Regions from separate parts of the Sus scrofa genome. Here region 2 is linked to region 1. Evidence: chromatin contacts called from public HiChIP or PLAC-seq data. All regions are on one chromosome and are shown on one strand. Each heading gives the region's core, a stretch centred on a gene start, on an enhancer-like site or on the middle of the called end of the contact. The rest is flanking DNA. Distances are from core to core; before and after follow the strand shown. Region 1 holds the start of UBE2V1 (ubiquitin conjugating enzyme E2 V1). Region 2 holds the start of PTPN1 (protein tyrosine phosphatase, non-receptor type 1).

Region 1 (7,272 bases), core at 2,603-5,102:
ATCACTGGAGCAGAATGCTGTGCCTTCAGCTGAGTACCACATGAAGAAGTCCTCTTGAAAGCAGGGCCCATGTCGTACAAAAGGCACTCAGCTGGTATCATTCTTGTGTGTCTCACCGTGTGAGCATCTTAAGGTGCCAGTTGGAGCTAAGAGACCACAGGTTCTCATCTCCCAGCTCCAGCTGCTCCTGGGGAACACCCCTGAATGAAATGGAAGACCACGTAATATCCACTGCCCATTTAGTTAAATGTTCATTTGAGGAGTGTGTGTATGAGGCCACTCCAGCATATGCAAATTTAAAACGCAAAGGGATTACTCTTCTGGTACTCAAGTTTCTGGTTAATTGTCAGGGAAGACTGTAGGCGGCTGGGTGAGAGGAAAGGCCTGGCAACCAAGAGCTACTCTTTGAGGTCCTGCAATCTTGGCCAGGGCAGCATGGGCATCCTGAGGATTCTAGTGTACTTTCCACAGTCCCACACCCTAAGAGCTAGGCAGAAGTCACACACTGCAGAACCAAAGGAGGTGAGAAGGTGTTGCCAAGTGTTAAAAGCAGTGACCACAAAAAACTAAGCCCTTATAGGAACTCAAAGGCTTCACAGCTGTTTCCTGGCAACCAGGGGCATGGATTAATCAAGAGGCTTGTTCTAAACCAGTCTAGGGAAGGCCTCAGGGCCTCTGACCACACCTGAAAGGCTTCTCAGGGTTAGCAGAGAGGCCTGTACACTTATTTTAGTATAATACAAATAAAATCTTTCTGCTTCGACCGTAGCACTCTGCACTCTTACTGCTTGGAAGCAGATATCGGATCTTTCTCCTCTTTTTAAGACTCTCATTTATTCATTCAACAAATATTTACTGAATGTCTCTTTCAGACCAAACACTTGTTAATGGCTTCCCTTCACACAGAATAAAATCCAAAACCAAGAGTTCCCGCTGTGGTGCAAGGGGTTAAGAATCCAATTGCAGTGGCTGGGGTCACTGTGGAGGCATGGATTGGATCCCAGGCCCAGCTCAGTGGGTTAAAGGATCCTGCACTGCTATAGCTGATGTGTAGACTGGATTCAATCTCAGGTCCAGGAATCTCCATATGCCCAGGGTGCAGCCATTAAAAAAAAAGAAGGGGAAAAAAAAAAATCCAAAGCCGTATCTCTGCAACCCATCTCTTTAAGAAGACTTCCTTGCACACTAAGGCCTTTATTTTATTCTTTCAGCATGCCAAGCTTCATCCTGCCACGGGGCCTTTGCACTCACTGTCTCCCCCTCCCCTGCCTGTGACACACACTGTTGGCTCCTTCCATCATTTGTCTCAGTTCAAATGCCCCTTCTTGGAGAAGCCTTTCCTGACCACCTCTCCAGACACTATTACATTACACAATTCCCTTCACAGCATTTACTGTTATCTGAAATCTTCTTAATTATTTTGTCCTTTAATGGGCTTCTTCCTGACTTGAAGAGAAGCTCCTCAAGGACAGGGACTATGTCCATCTTGTTCGCTATTCACACGGAACACAGCAAACCCTTAATAATATACCTGTTGAATAAATAAAGGAGTTCTGGGAAACCCATTTTAGGGCAACTCAAAACCTGTTCCATCTTATCTAAACCATGCCAAGTGTTCTTATATGCCACTAGACAGCAGCTGAAGATGTTTTATCTGACCACCACAGCATTTATGAAGAACTCTTCAACTGGCAGGGCCTCAAGAAGTTAGAATTAGGTAGCTGTTAAACCGGATTATAGGTAGCCACTATCAAGTGATTGCCAACAGGGCTGAGTTGCAAGAGCACCATAATGCTGGCTGCTCCAGGCACAGTGCACCCCCCTGTTCATAGCAACCTGGCAGGGGTGTTATTCTAGTGAGAGGTTTCCCACAGCAGTCTGGCCTGACTCAGCCTCTCTCTTCTGAGAATGTCTCTGGCGGTCTCTTGGTAAATGAACTGACTCAGCACTGTTCCAACTGAAATCAAAATCTAGGAAAATGATGTATGGTTTCCTCTGTCCTCTAGGAAGACCCCATTGCTTTAAGTATAAAAGGCAGCCTGTGGCAGGTGACTTCAGTCAGATCCCCCACTTCAAATTCCCTCTATTCCCACTATAACAATCAGCCAAAGATGGCTCCTTAGGATACTGGAGGGGGACCATCGTTGAAAGACACACTCCCCCCACCCTGTTCACTTTGGGTCACCGACTCTCTCCTAACAACACTGCTGCAGCATCAGATTTCAATGTCCGGGCTGGTGGTCCTGTTTGCTTTTTCCATCACAGGTCACCCACTGTCACCTCATCTGGGAGGACTTCACTGGCCAATTTGACTGCCAGGCACCTCAGGGGACAGCATCCTCACCAAAAGGGAGGGAGACACTGTCATTCCCAAATCCTGCATTTCCAGAATCAGACTCTCTTGCATCATCAACCCCTCTGAGGGACCTTCCTCAGGCAATCCTCAGCCTGCCTGCTCCAGAAGGCCATTTGAGTCCATCCCCTGATGCTCAACTGGGAGTGTTAACTCTGAAACAGACCCTTCAGGATTTGATCCTCTGGCACATCTCAGAAATGTAGAGCAGGGAATCCAGTTTCAAAATAAATGCTACTTCCCTTTATCTACTAGGGCCTGGTAGACCCCCCCCTCCACACACACACACAAAGTGTAGCCCCCTCATGCTCTCTTGCCTCTCAGCCTTCTTCTCCAGTCACCCAAGGTTCCCATTTCACTTGTCCCTCTCCCCATGCCCATCAAGTCGATGGAGAACTGCTGAGCTGAACAACCATGTGTTATCAATATTCAAAAGAGTGGAAAGGAGTGACACTCAATAAAGATCTTTTCTAAAAGAAATATTTCTGAAACCCGACCTTTTCTTACTGTCACCCACTGCATGGGGCTTCCCTCAGTTGACTCCTACCCCAGACACCTCCAGGGCTCCCAATTCATCTCTTCTTCGCCCAGTATCGCAGGCTTCCACCAACTGCCCTACCCGGAGCTATCCAAAAACCTAACATCTATCTTCTCAAATAGGGGCCTGGTAACCATGGGGTCATTTCACTTTCTGATGCTCCAACGAGATCCCGCTGGAATCCGAGAAATCCTTTTCCCCTTCTCTTATCCTGTAGAGATACCCCGAATCTCCCCAAAAGCAGACACCCCAGACACCCCCTTTCTAATCAACATAGAAATTTCCTCAGCTAACCCCATCCCCAAAACTAACACTGGAGTCGTCCCCTGAACCAATGGGGGATCCTCTCAATCACTTCTCAGAATGCTGTTTCCTTCCCCCATCCATCCGGAGAGGCTTCTCTGAAGTCCCCGCTAAATGGACATCCCACGGTTGCTTCCCCCCCGCCTAGACCCTCAGCACCCAATAAAGGACTTCCATTCGTTTGGGGGAGCCTCCTCGTCCTCCAGAGAACCCCTTGATCTCCCCCCAGAGAGCCGCCAGCTCCAGTCTCCTCAGGGGTGTCTCTGGGCTCACCCCTCGCCCGCTCTCGCCGCCCAGCAGCGCAGCGGGGCCGGGCCCTTCCTCTCAGCTGGGCCCTCACACCGCCCGGGGGAGCCTCTGGGCCTTGCCGCGCCTCCCACAGGCCCCTCAGGCCCCCGCCCGTGCTTCCGGCCACCGCCTGCTCCTCCTCCCCACTCAGGCCGCCTGGGTCGCCGCCGTGGGGCCCAGCAGACAGAGGCAACGCAGAGACCCTAGCCCCGCAGCAAGGGCCTTTGCAGGTCCCCCGCCCCCGGCCCGAACCCCTGCCCCCTCGGCCGGCCGGGCCCGGCGCCCCCGCTCACCCGAGCCCGTGGTGGCTGCCATCTTGCGTCGCTGTCGCTCAAAGGCCGGCCCCTTCTTCACCCCCCGCCCGTCCCGGGGCCTTTCTACGCATGCGTGTGCGCATGCGCAAATCCCTCCGCTGACGCCAGCTCCGCAGACCGCGGGACCCGTTGCCGGGAAGGTTTTTTTTTTTCTGCCCTTTAGGAGAGGAAATATTTGCGTGCGCCATGGCCAGCAGCTTGCAAGGTCCTTCAGGTTTGGGTGCGAAGGAGCTATTGAGGTGCTTGGTGAGAAAGGCAAGGGTGATCAGACTTGGAAAGGCGTGACTGGGAAAGAAAAAGATAAGAAAGCTTAAAAAAACCCGCGTATTGTCATAACCTATAATGGAATATAATTTGCAAAACAACAACAGCACCACACCACAAAAACCTGAATCCCTATGCTGTGCACCTAAAGCTAACACAGTATTGTAAATCGATAAAAGTAAAAAAGTAAACATGCAAATTTATAATATATTTTTTAAAATGCCTATTTTGCTTTAAGCATTTTCCTATCTAGTTGGATCTTCACATTTCTACCAGGTGGGGATAAAAGAATGAAGCTGGGATTAAACTGCAGAGTGAAGGGAAGAGGTGTTAACCGATTTAACTAAACTCAGCTGTTAAGTGCCTCAGTCAGAATTTGAATGTGGGCCAGGTGTCTTGCTTCCAGGATGGATGCTCCCAGGCCAGAAGGGTCTTATAGAAGGGTAGCTAAAATGGTTTGGGGGGCATTAAAGTGTCAAGGAACGCATTCCCCATTCGCTTGTTCCTTCCTTCATTCATTATATCAAACAAATATTTACTAAGTATCTATTATGTGCCAGATGCAGTCCTAGGTGCTAAGGATGACTATAATCCCTGAAAAAGCAAGCCCTTGCTCTCATGGGCTTACATTTTAGTTGGAGACAGGAAGAAAGTAAACAAGTGGGAAAGAACATAACTATAATAGGATAGAGAGTAAACTAGAGAAGGAGTGGTCAGGGAGGGCCTTCTAAGGCCTCCTTCAAACTTCAATAAGGACCTGAATAATAGGAAGGAGGTAGAGGGAATGGCATGTGCAAAGGCCCTGGGGACATTTTGCAAATGTTAAATCCAGAAGAAACTCTTCAATCTTAAATGTTCTGAGAAGCCCTTAATATGGATATAGAAACTGATGCTGAGAGAGGTGAAAAGATTGCCTCAAGGTAACACAGCTAAATATGGGCAGAGAAAACACCAGGGCTTTCAGTGCAGAGGAACAAGGAAGTTGGAAGCCTTCACTCAGTGCATGCAATTCATCATTCTGTTCTGACAGCAGTGTCTCCTAAGCATCTCTCTTCTCCATCCACTTCTTCCAGGCTCCCCCTTTCTCCCACTTGGATGACCTAGCAGCCTCCATTCTTGCCCTCATGTTCCATTCTCCTTATGGCAGCCTGAGTCTGCTCAAAACATCCTTCAACTTAACTTTTCAGTGGCTCCCCATTCTCACAGAATAAAACACAGACTTTGCAAGTTGAGGGACCACAGAACACTTATCCAACAAGGAGAGTCATTAGACTGAAAGGGGGCCAAGACTGAAATCTTGCTCAGACAACAAGCAGAACCAGGACTCGCCAGGGCAAATCAAGATGTTATCCACCCTACTACCCACAAGACCTGGCACCTAGGGCCAGGACTAGGATCGGGCCAGTGAGGTGTTTAGGGCACCCAACCTAAAGGGGCTTTCACTCTCAGATCTAGGCTCTGCGCTTGCACCACCCTTCAAATGAGTGCCTCCCTAAAATCTGCACCCTGGGTGTCTTACTTCCTCCCTCCCCTGCCTGAACCTCTTAAGACTTGCTGTCCCTCTCTAGCTACACTGGCCCTTTTCAAGACCTCTGGTATGCATGTCCTCTTCCTCCTCAGGGCTTTTGCCTGCGTTGTTCCAACTCTTCCCAGCTCCAGCACTGCCCTTTCAGGGACGCTATCCCTGATTTCTCCAACCAGCTCAAATTCAGCTATGATTCTCAGAGTGCCACTTGTGTCTTCTTCCCAGCAGTGGCTGCCTGCAATCATCTTGACATTATTCTGTGTATCACATGATTCAAGTTTACCTTGAAGGGCACAGAAAATATTTGCCCCCTGACTTTAGGTCACTGTAAACGTCAAGATAGCAAGTGGGAGGTTTTTGGGCTCCTTAGCTGGGCTCACCTCTGGAATGAAATTTTCTGGGTTCGGGGCCTGCTTCACCACTCACTTTGCAGTCTGACTTCAAGCAAGAGACTTGAACCTCTCTTGGCATCAATTTCCTCTTGTGAAAAGGGGGATGACAGTACCAACTTCATAGGGTTACTGTGGAGATAAATACGTTGATAAACGCATTGGCACTGAGGGAGAAGGGGATACTAGAAGAGCTGACGTTTATCAAGCTGTCATATCCAGCTCTTAATCCTCAAAACTCAATGCAACAACTCCCAGGAATAGCCCCATTTTTTCAGATGAGAAAACAGACTCAGAGCTAACAGGTGGAGGCGTGAAGATTAAAACACAAGCCTCTCATCCACAATGCTCATAATTATTTACTGGCATAGATTCCTTGGTTCCCGCAGGAAACTTCTGGCAAGCAAAACTCACAATAAGACTAACTCCACAGAGCGCTTCGAAGGAGGAGTAAATTAACCCCGACAGCCCGTGGCATGCTGGTTATTATAGGCTAGCGGTGTCGCAGAGCCTGCTGGGAGTTGTAGTCCTCCCTAAACTAAAGCTCTCGTAGAGGCTCCGCCCCCTCCCCGGAGGTCGCCGCCAGACCTTAGAGCTGCATTATTTCTGTCGCCTGTACTCCCTTCGGTCTCTGCGCTTGAGCTGGTGGTAGCTTCAGCGGGTGAGGATGAGAGTCTTGTTTTATTGGATTCGTGGGAATATTAAAATGGCTAATAGAACTGAAGAATTTAGAAAAAGACTTGGCACAGAGCGAGTGGTATATAAATATTAGTTGCTGCCATTATTAGTTTTTATTTTTATTTTTTATAGTTGCTACCATTATTATTATTTTTACTGTTATCATTTCCTCAGTGACTCCTGCTAAGTAGCTATCATCTCGACATTTGTCATCTGTGGAAACAGACTCGGTGGAGTAGGATGGCTTTCCCAGGGTCATGTAATAAGCAGTAAAATCAGGTTTGGAAGCCAGTTCATTCAACTATGGGGCACTTGATATTTCCTCTATGGTGAGGGAGCTGAAGCCTGGGAAGTTTTAAGCAAAACTTAAGCGGGTTTGCATTTTTACAAAGTGCAGCCTGGCTGCCTCAAGGAAATTGAATTGGGTGGCAGCAAGACTGGAGGTGAAGAGTCCAGAGTGGAGGTGTGTTGGACACTGTTGACTGCCAGATCAGTCATGTCTTTCCATTCTCACGGAAGCCTGGTTTTGTTTAGGAGGCAGAAGGTCCAGTTTCCAGGTATGATCCCAAGCCAGTCACAGGCACTGCCATTTCTTTTTGCCAGTGATTGGTCCAGGGGTG
Region 2 (6,861 bases), core at 627-3,126, 350 kb after region 1:
AAAAAAAAAAATTTTTTTTTAAGTTTTTTTTTAAGAATTTACCTCCTAGAGTTCCCTGGTGGCTCAGTGTTTTAAAGACCTGGCTTTGTCACTACTGTGGTGCAGTTTCCACCCCTGGCCTGGGAACTTCCACATGGTTATTTATTTATAAATAAATAATTTAACTTAAAAAAATGTAAAATAAACTGGCCTTAAAAAGACTTAAAAAAAGAATTTATCTCCCATTTGCTGTTAATTGAAGGTATATAATAATGAAGGGTCATATTAATTGATCAACTCATTATACTGAAAGCATTATAAATACTCTTTCAATCTTCACACCACCCTATGAAGTAGGTACTTTTTTTTTTTTTGTCTTTTTAGGGCTGCACATGTGGCATATGAAGGTTCCCAGGCTAGGGGTCATATCAGAGCTGTAGCTGCCCGCCTACACCACAACCATAGCAATGCCAGATCTGAGCTGTGTCTGCAACCTACACCACATCTTGCAGCAACGCTGAATCCTTTAATCCACTGAGCAAGGCTAGGGATCGAAGCTGCGTCCTCACGGATGCTAGTCAGATTTGTTTCTGCTGAGCCACGACAGGGACTCCTGAAGTGGGTACTTTTATTATCTTCATTTAACAAAGAAGGGAAAGAAGGCAGAGAAGGGGTAGGTAATTTGCCCAAGGTTGCACAGCTAGTGTTTGGTTGCGTTGGAATTTGGAATCAGCCTGGCTCCAAAGCAAGCACTCCCCTGGAGACTACTTAGAATCCTGGCTTCCATACCAATATGCAAAGCTACACTGGACAAGTGATTTTGCCTCTCTGCACCTCAGTTTCCTCACCTGTAAAATGGGAATGATACCAGTGTCTATATTGTAGGGTTGTTGTAGAGATTAAATGAGAAAGTGTACTTGGAATGCCAGGCACAGTGCCTGCCATAAGCATTCAAGGAATGAGCTGGAATTCAACACAGCTGCTTCTTGGGAGGCTTGAGATGGGAAGAGTGAACAGAGATAATTCTGTCCTCCTCTAGGTCTCTGACCCCATGGAATTCGCAATCTCCACATAACGTGTCAGGACCAAAACTGGATGGCTTAAAGTAGAATCTGTGGGAAGGAAACCTGACCAGCCCTTCTCATATGTGCTTCAAAGATCATAGATATAGAATTAGCTGGAGTTGCCCGTGAAAAATACAGATTCCTGTATCCGAATCCTTTGGAGGTGGACCCAGAAATCTGCCATTATTCAACACACGAATGCACCATGGAATTTGTGCTCCACTGAGTCCAGTCTGAGCAGGTTTTCCTTCCTACTTTGGGAAAAAGTGAAAATCATTACAAGACCCCAATCCATTCATTCTTGCAATGCCCAAGATAGGAGACTCCAAATGGAAATCTTGAGTTTCAGACAAGGATAGTACATTCAGGGGGCACCAGCAGCCTGGTAAATCAGGAAGCTCTAAGTTGTCATGAAAAAAACGCGCATATCTTGCTGGAGGCGGGAAGATAGAAGGGGAGCGTTCAGCGGCCCCCACCCCCGCAGCTTGGAGCACTTAGGCCTGGGCCCTGGAGCTGCAGGAAACAGGGATGATGCTTCAAAGTCACTCTCTGACTCAATGGACCACGTGGAGGCTTAAACTCTAAATCTGTGGGGGCTTTGCAAACCCACGCGCGTGGGCGGGGCTCCCGGGGGTCGCCTAAGCAACCGGCGCGTGCCACGCCCAAGCCCGGAGCCCAGGATGGGAGGAGGAAGCGCACGCTGCAAGATATCTCGCGGGGCTGAGGCGGCTCTCCTCAGCACCTCCCCCGACTCCGCCCTGCGGAAGTGCTCGATGACGTTTTGAACGCTTATTGGTCCTTCCGCTTGAGGGGCGGAGCCCGCGGCAGCGCTGTGCGTACTTCCGGCTGCCGGGTTGACATGAAGAAGCAGCGGCGGCCGGGGCGGCGGTAGCGGCCGGAGTCGAGGTTTGCTGCGGGACTCCGGGCGGAGTGTGCGAAGCGGCCGAGAGAAACAGACGGCGCAGTGGGCCCAGGAGGAGGCGCAGCAGCCGCCCTGGCCGGTCATGGAGATGGAAAAGGAGTTCGAGCAGATCGACAAGGCCGGGAACTGGGCGGCCATTTACCAGGTGCGGGAGCTCCCCGGAGCGCGGCAGGCCCTTCGCTTAGGCCTCGTGAACCTTCTCTTCAGACCCCAGACCCCTTTCTCCGCCTGGGTCCCGCCCTCCGCTCAGCCCTGCTGCTTGAGGATTCGGTCCGACGGCAGCGGAGGCCGGTCCCCTCTCTTTGTCCCCCGGGTGGGTCTGCGTCTCTCCCTGGCTTCGCAGTCCCCTTTGATTTCCCACCTACCTCATATCCTCCAGCCCGGGTGACCTCTCAGTCCTGGGAGCCGCCCGCCTCTGCTCCCCCTTGCACCCCGACCCCGCCCCCCTGCCTGTCCAGTCTTTGTCCCCAGGGGTTGATAGAACACCCCCACTACTTCCTTTTCTAAACTGGACCACCTCAAACTGTCTTCCTTTGTCTCTCTGGGGGAAAGGGTTGCTCTCCCCTCCCTCCTTTACATTTCCTTTCCCCTAGTGTGTGTCGAGTCCCATGGATGACAGTCCCTTCCCCCTTCCTGTTCATTCATTTAATGGGTCTGAATTGGCGTGCCTCTTCCGTGCTAGGCACTGCCTAGGCGTTGGAGGTAGTGTTTGCTGGACAAGACAGACAAGATCCTGTCCCCCGTGGAGCTGCGAGTCGAATAGGACGGTCAGACACAAAAGCAAATAATTTCAGATGGCGACAAGTGCTGTGAAGAAAACAAAACATAACGGGGTGAAGAGTAACTTTAGGGGAAAGTGGGCTACCTCAGAGAATGGGATCAGGGAAGATCTGTCAGAGGAAGAGACGTCTGCTCTGTGAGCTAAGCCCTGAGAGTGTCAGACTCTTGCTTTCTAGCCGGGAAGCCAGTAGTACCCACTCCACTGGGCCAAAATATTACCCTGTGTCGGACAAGCAACAGGGAAGATTAACCTTTTTTATCCCTCTCTAAAATAGTATCTTTCCTCCATGAGCATCTTATCCTTTGATCATGGTTGAGATGATCGTGTCTTCCCAGTCCTCATCTTCTTGTGGGTTATGGTGGTTCAGAAATGAAAAGTTAGGAAGGTGGGGGTTCTCACATATCGCCACATCTTCAGATTAAAAAGACCCAGAGGTCTGCTTTCCCAAACAGCTAAATCCTCTGAAGAAAATACGTGCTGCCTATTAAATGTCATTGTGGGGGTTGTGAGGATTAACCAAAACCACACTCGGTGTTTTAAATAAGCAATGTACAGAATAGAGAGATGTTGTTACTTGTGTAAAGGGAGAAGGCAGTTTATTCTGTTTGGGGCTTATAGGCTCAAAAGGCAAATTGTGAGATCCATCAGCTGGTAGTATTAAAGTCTATTTTGAGCTCCACTTAAAAAGGAAAAAAGCTTTAAGCAGTTCTTTGGTATGCTTGACTAACAAAAGCCTTTTTTTGTCAGGCTTGGTTTCATGTGGATTTGCATCAAGCTTATTTGACAGGATTCTCTTTAGTTGCACTGTAATGTATATTAGCTTCTGATAGGCTAATATTTCTAACCACTTTAATCTGTATAAGTACGATCAATCAATATATAAAATTTGTATTCCGTGTCTAGTCTCTCTGAGTTAATCGAATGAATTCCGCTAGTGACTTAGAGAATGTGTAGACAAATTTACTGCATCGCATTTAATACAGTAGACTCTAAAGTGGTTTAAATGAAACAATTCTCTGTCTGAAGTGTTGGGGTTGATTATGATATTCCGCATCACATCTGGGGGTGGCCTCCAGGAGGCACTGGGCAGTGTGGGAGACCAGTCACTCAAGCATTGTTAAAACTGTGTTCAGCAGGCCACTAGCATGGAACATGGTCTTCCCTTAATTTCTCTCATTGTTCTTATGTTTGTCTATCACCTTGGAACCCCAGGAGCTAGTTGAGGTTGCTGTACAGTTGATTTCTCTAGATTCTAGAGGTAGTTTCTTTTATCTTAAAGAATCGTACACCATGGGCTTTCTCACCTCTGCAGTACAGATATTTTTCTTTTGCAGAGTTACAATCAGAAGTTCTTTTCTTTCCGGACATAAAAAGTGGCTTCTGGACATTAAAAGTGGCCAACTGTGACATTTTAAAAAATGAGGGGTTCAAACGACCTTGAGATCTAAAGTGGCACTTTTCCAAAGTGTGTGCCAATTTACCAAAACCATTATTTTTTAGGAATTCACAGAAATGTGTTTATGGTTGGTAGAAAATGGAAGTTAAAAAAATTAATATTTTATAGCATGTCACAGTGAGGGCAGCCTTATATAAAATCATTTTGAGCTTGCTGAGTCTGATGATTTTAAAAATAATATGTAATTTTTGCTTGACATTTTGTAAACAAAGCAGTGGTTATTTCTCAGTATACTAACTTCTTACTAGAATGAAAAGATGTAAAAACTTGGAAACAGTTGGGAAAAGAACAAAGGATGAAGTAGACTTGAACTCTGAGGAATGTGGTGGCTTAGAAAACAAATGTTTCAGGCAAAGATCCTCTGTTAGCTCCGTTTAATAAAGTGAGCATAATTGTTTTTAATTGTTAATGCTTATGAATAGCATAGATACTAATACGCATTTAGGTCTATAAAAAGTCAGCTTTGATAGCATGCATAGATGGTTTTAAAAATTGTTTTCTATCATTTAAACAATTGTATGTCTGGTTTGAAAAGTGGAAGTAATACTTAACAAGCCTGAAGTGTCCAGAAGAGAAGAGAGAACACAGATAGGGAAAGGTATTGGTTTTTGGAGCTAGAAAGAGAGAAGGGCGGGCTTGAATGAATGAAAATAGAATAAACTACCCTCCATTTGTAGTTTAAGATTTGGGTCAGGTGTTTTACTGTTTCTCTCATCTCCAGTTCTTTGATTCTCTGACACTGTTCACTACTTTTCAGTATGAATGATTTGATTGTTTCAGATAAAGGAGATTGCAACAATAGCTTGTGACTTGAAGGCAAGATTTATTCTCTGTTAGAGGCAGGCTTTGTAAAATGGGCCACTCTTCCAATTGACATTTGTTTTTATAGCTGCCTTCATTATGAAATACGACCTAATGCCTGACTACGTTAAAACCATGTTGTAACAATAGTTCACTAAAATCACTAAAATTCCTTATGGCTTATGTTGTTATAGTCCAAGGTGGATATTTTAAATATCCCAATGATTTTTATTTAAATACCATTCTCGTCAGAGAAAACCTGTGTTTTGTGCCGAGGAGAAAGATCTATGCCCTGTGACTCACTTCACTTAAAAAGAAAAAAAGAAAGACAAACGGAAATGACATGGAGAGGCTGGGAAGTTCTCGTCATCTTGAGTGACCCATTAGATCTAAATGTTCTTGTGTAGCCCTGGTTTAAGTAAACTAAATTTAGGTTTCTGATCCCTGCCTTGGAAATGATGCAGAGATATTTGGACTCAGATTAACTGGGGGCACAAGTAGAAATATTGAGGGAAGGACTTTTTTCTATCATTATTTGTTTGACATTACTGTCATATTTATACAAATACATAATGAAATGTATCAGATGGTTCCAAAAAGTCAGTTGGGGCGTAAGGGTAATGCAGATGATTTTTTGGTTGCCAGTTATCTATGTACCTTTGGGCTCCATGAATTTCATGATAAGAATACATTTTAAAACATTCCATAGGGTTTTTTCAGAGTATAGACTAATAAAATAACTTTTCTTTTTTCCCTTTTTTCTTTTTTTTGAATTGTCTGTTTTCTGATCTTTTAGATTTGCAGAATCCTTTTGGCAGTTTTTGTCTCATGCTGTGGTTTAATTGCAGGTACTTTTTCGTAAGCCTGCCTGAGCCCATGTTTTTTTGTTTGTTTGTTTTGTTTTGTTTTTGCACAAGCTAGCATCCCTCCCTACGGTGTTGATGTTATTTCATTCATGGTAATCAGTTAATACAGACTACAGATAGGCTGGGCATGTTTCTTTATACTGCCCATGTTCAAGAAAATGGGAGGCCTAGCTGGGCCATTGTTTCCAAGACGCTGTAGTTTGGTACCAGTCATTCAATGTGCATGTTTTAAATATCCAGGAAGGCTGGGGACTTTGGAATGGTTCTAGATTGCCTCTACCACATCTCATTGATTGGTCACCACGGTGTCCTTTCTGCCATCCTAGTGGTCTAGGTTCTCAAATTTTGCCTTTGATATCATAGTCATTTCTAGTTTCACGCTACAGGAATGAGTGAAACCAGAAACATATTAATATGGTCCCTCAACAGTCTCTCTACATCTACCCCTCCGTGTATATTCTTCACATTATCTCTAGAGTAATTGTGTTAAAAGCAGACCTGAGCCTGGTAGTCCTGTTTAACTACTTTGTTTTCATTTATCTGTAAGGTCTAGGCTCCTTAGCAGCCAGATTCCAGCCATGTGTACCTTTTGTTCTAGCCACACTAGAAGGTGCAGTGTTCTTCAAATTCATCCCTTAGCTTTCATTCCCCTATGCCTTGTCTCAACACTTTATCTCAGCTGGCGTTCCCACATTCTTGCTTGTGGTTTCCAGCTCGAAAGCATGCCCTGTCACGCTGGATTTTGGCTCTCTTACTTGTGTGCTTCTGTACACTTTCCTGTTAGCTCTTTTAAAGCCCTGCTCTCATGGGAGCTGTTCCTTTGTTTCTGGGTCCATCTCCCAGAAAGCCCAAACTGGAAGTCAGCTGTTGCATCTTCTTATTCATCTTGGTGTCCTCTGTACCAGGCATAAAGTGCCTAAGAAATGTTGGGGTTGAGTTGATTGTCAGCACTTTACCCAAGTCCTGACAACAGAAAAACAAGCCATGGTTCC

The links. HiChIP or PLAC-seq counts read pairs in DNA pulled down with a chosen protein or histone mark.
Region 2: an H3K27ac HiChIP or PLAC-seq map of alveolar macrophages shows a contact between it and region 1. The contact joins the promoter of PTPN1 here to the promoter of UBE2V1 in region 1. A contact is called at or near these places in 1 of 5 promoter capture datasets (liver) and 2 of 2 datasets of contacts at active chromatin or transcription factors (alveolar macrophages and skeletal muscle).

The regions. Positions count from the first base shown.
Region 1 is chr17:51,660,646-51,667,917 of Sscrofa11.1, forward strand. It overlaps UBE2V1 (ubiquitin conjugating enzyme E2 V1), which reads right to left and starts at 3,853. Exons shown (of 4, transcript NM_001205094.1): 1 at 3,776-3,853. The coding sequence starts at 3,797. LOC110257429 (a long non-coding RNA gene) reads left to right here and starts at 6,540. Exons shown (of 4, transcript XR_002340005.1): 1 at 6,540-7,272.
Region 2 is chr17:52,015,228-52,022,088 of Sscrofa11.1, forward strand. PTPN1 (protein tyrosine phosphatase, non-receptor type 1) reads left to right here and starts at 1,877. Exons shown (of 10, transcript NM_001113435.1): 1 at 1,877-2,110. The coding sequence starts at 2,048.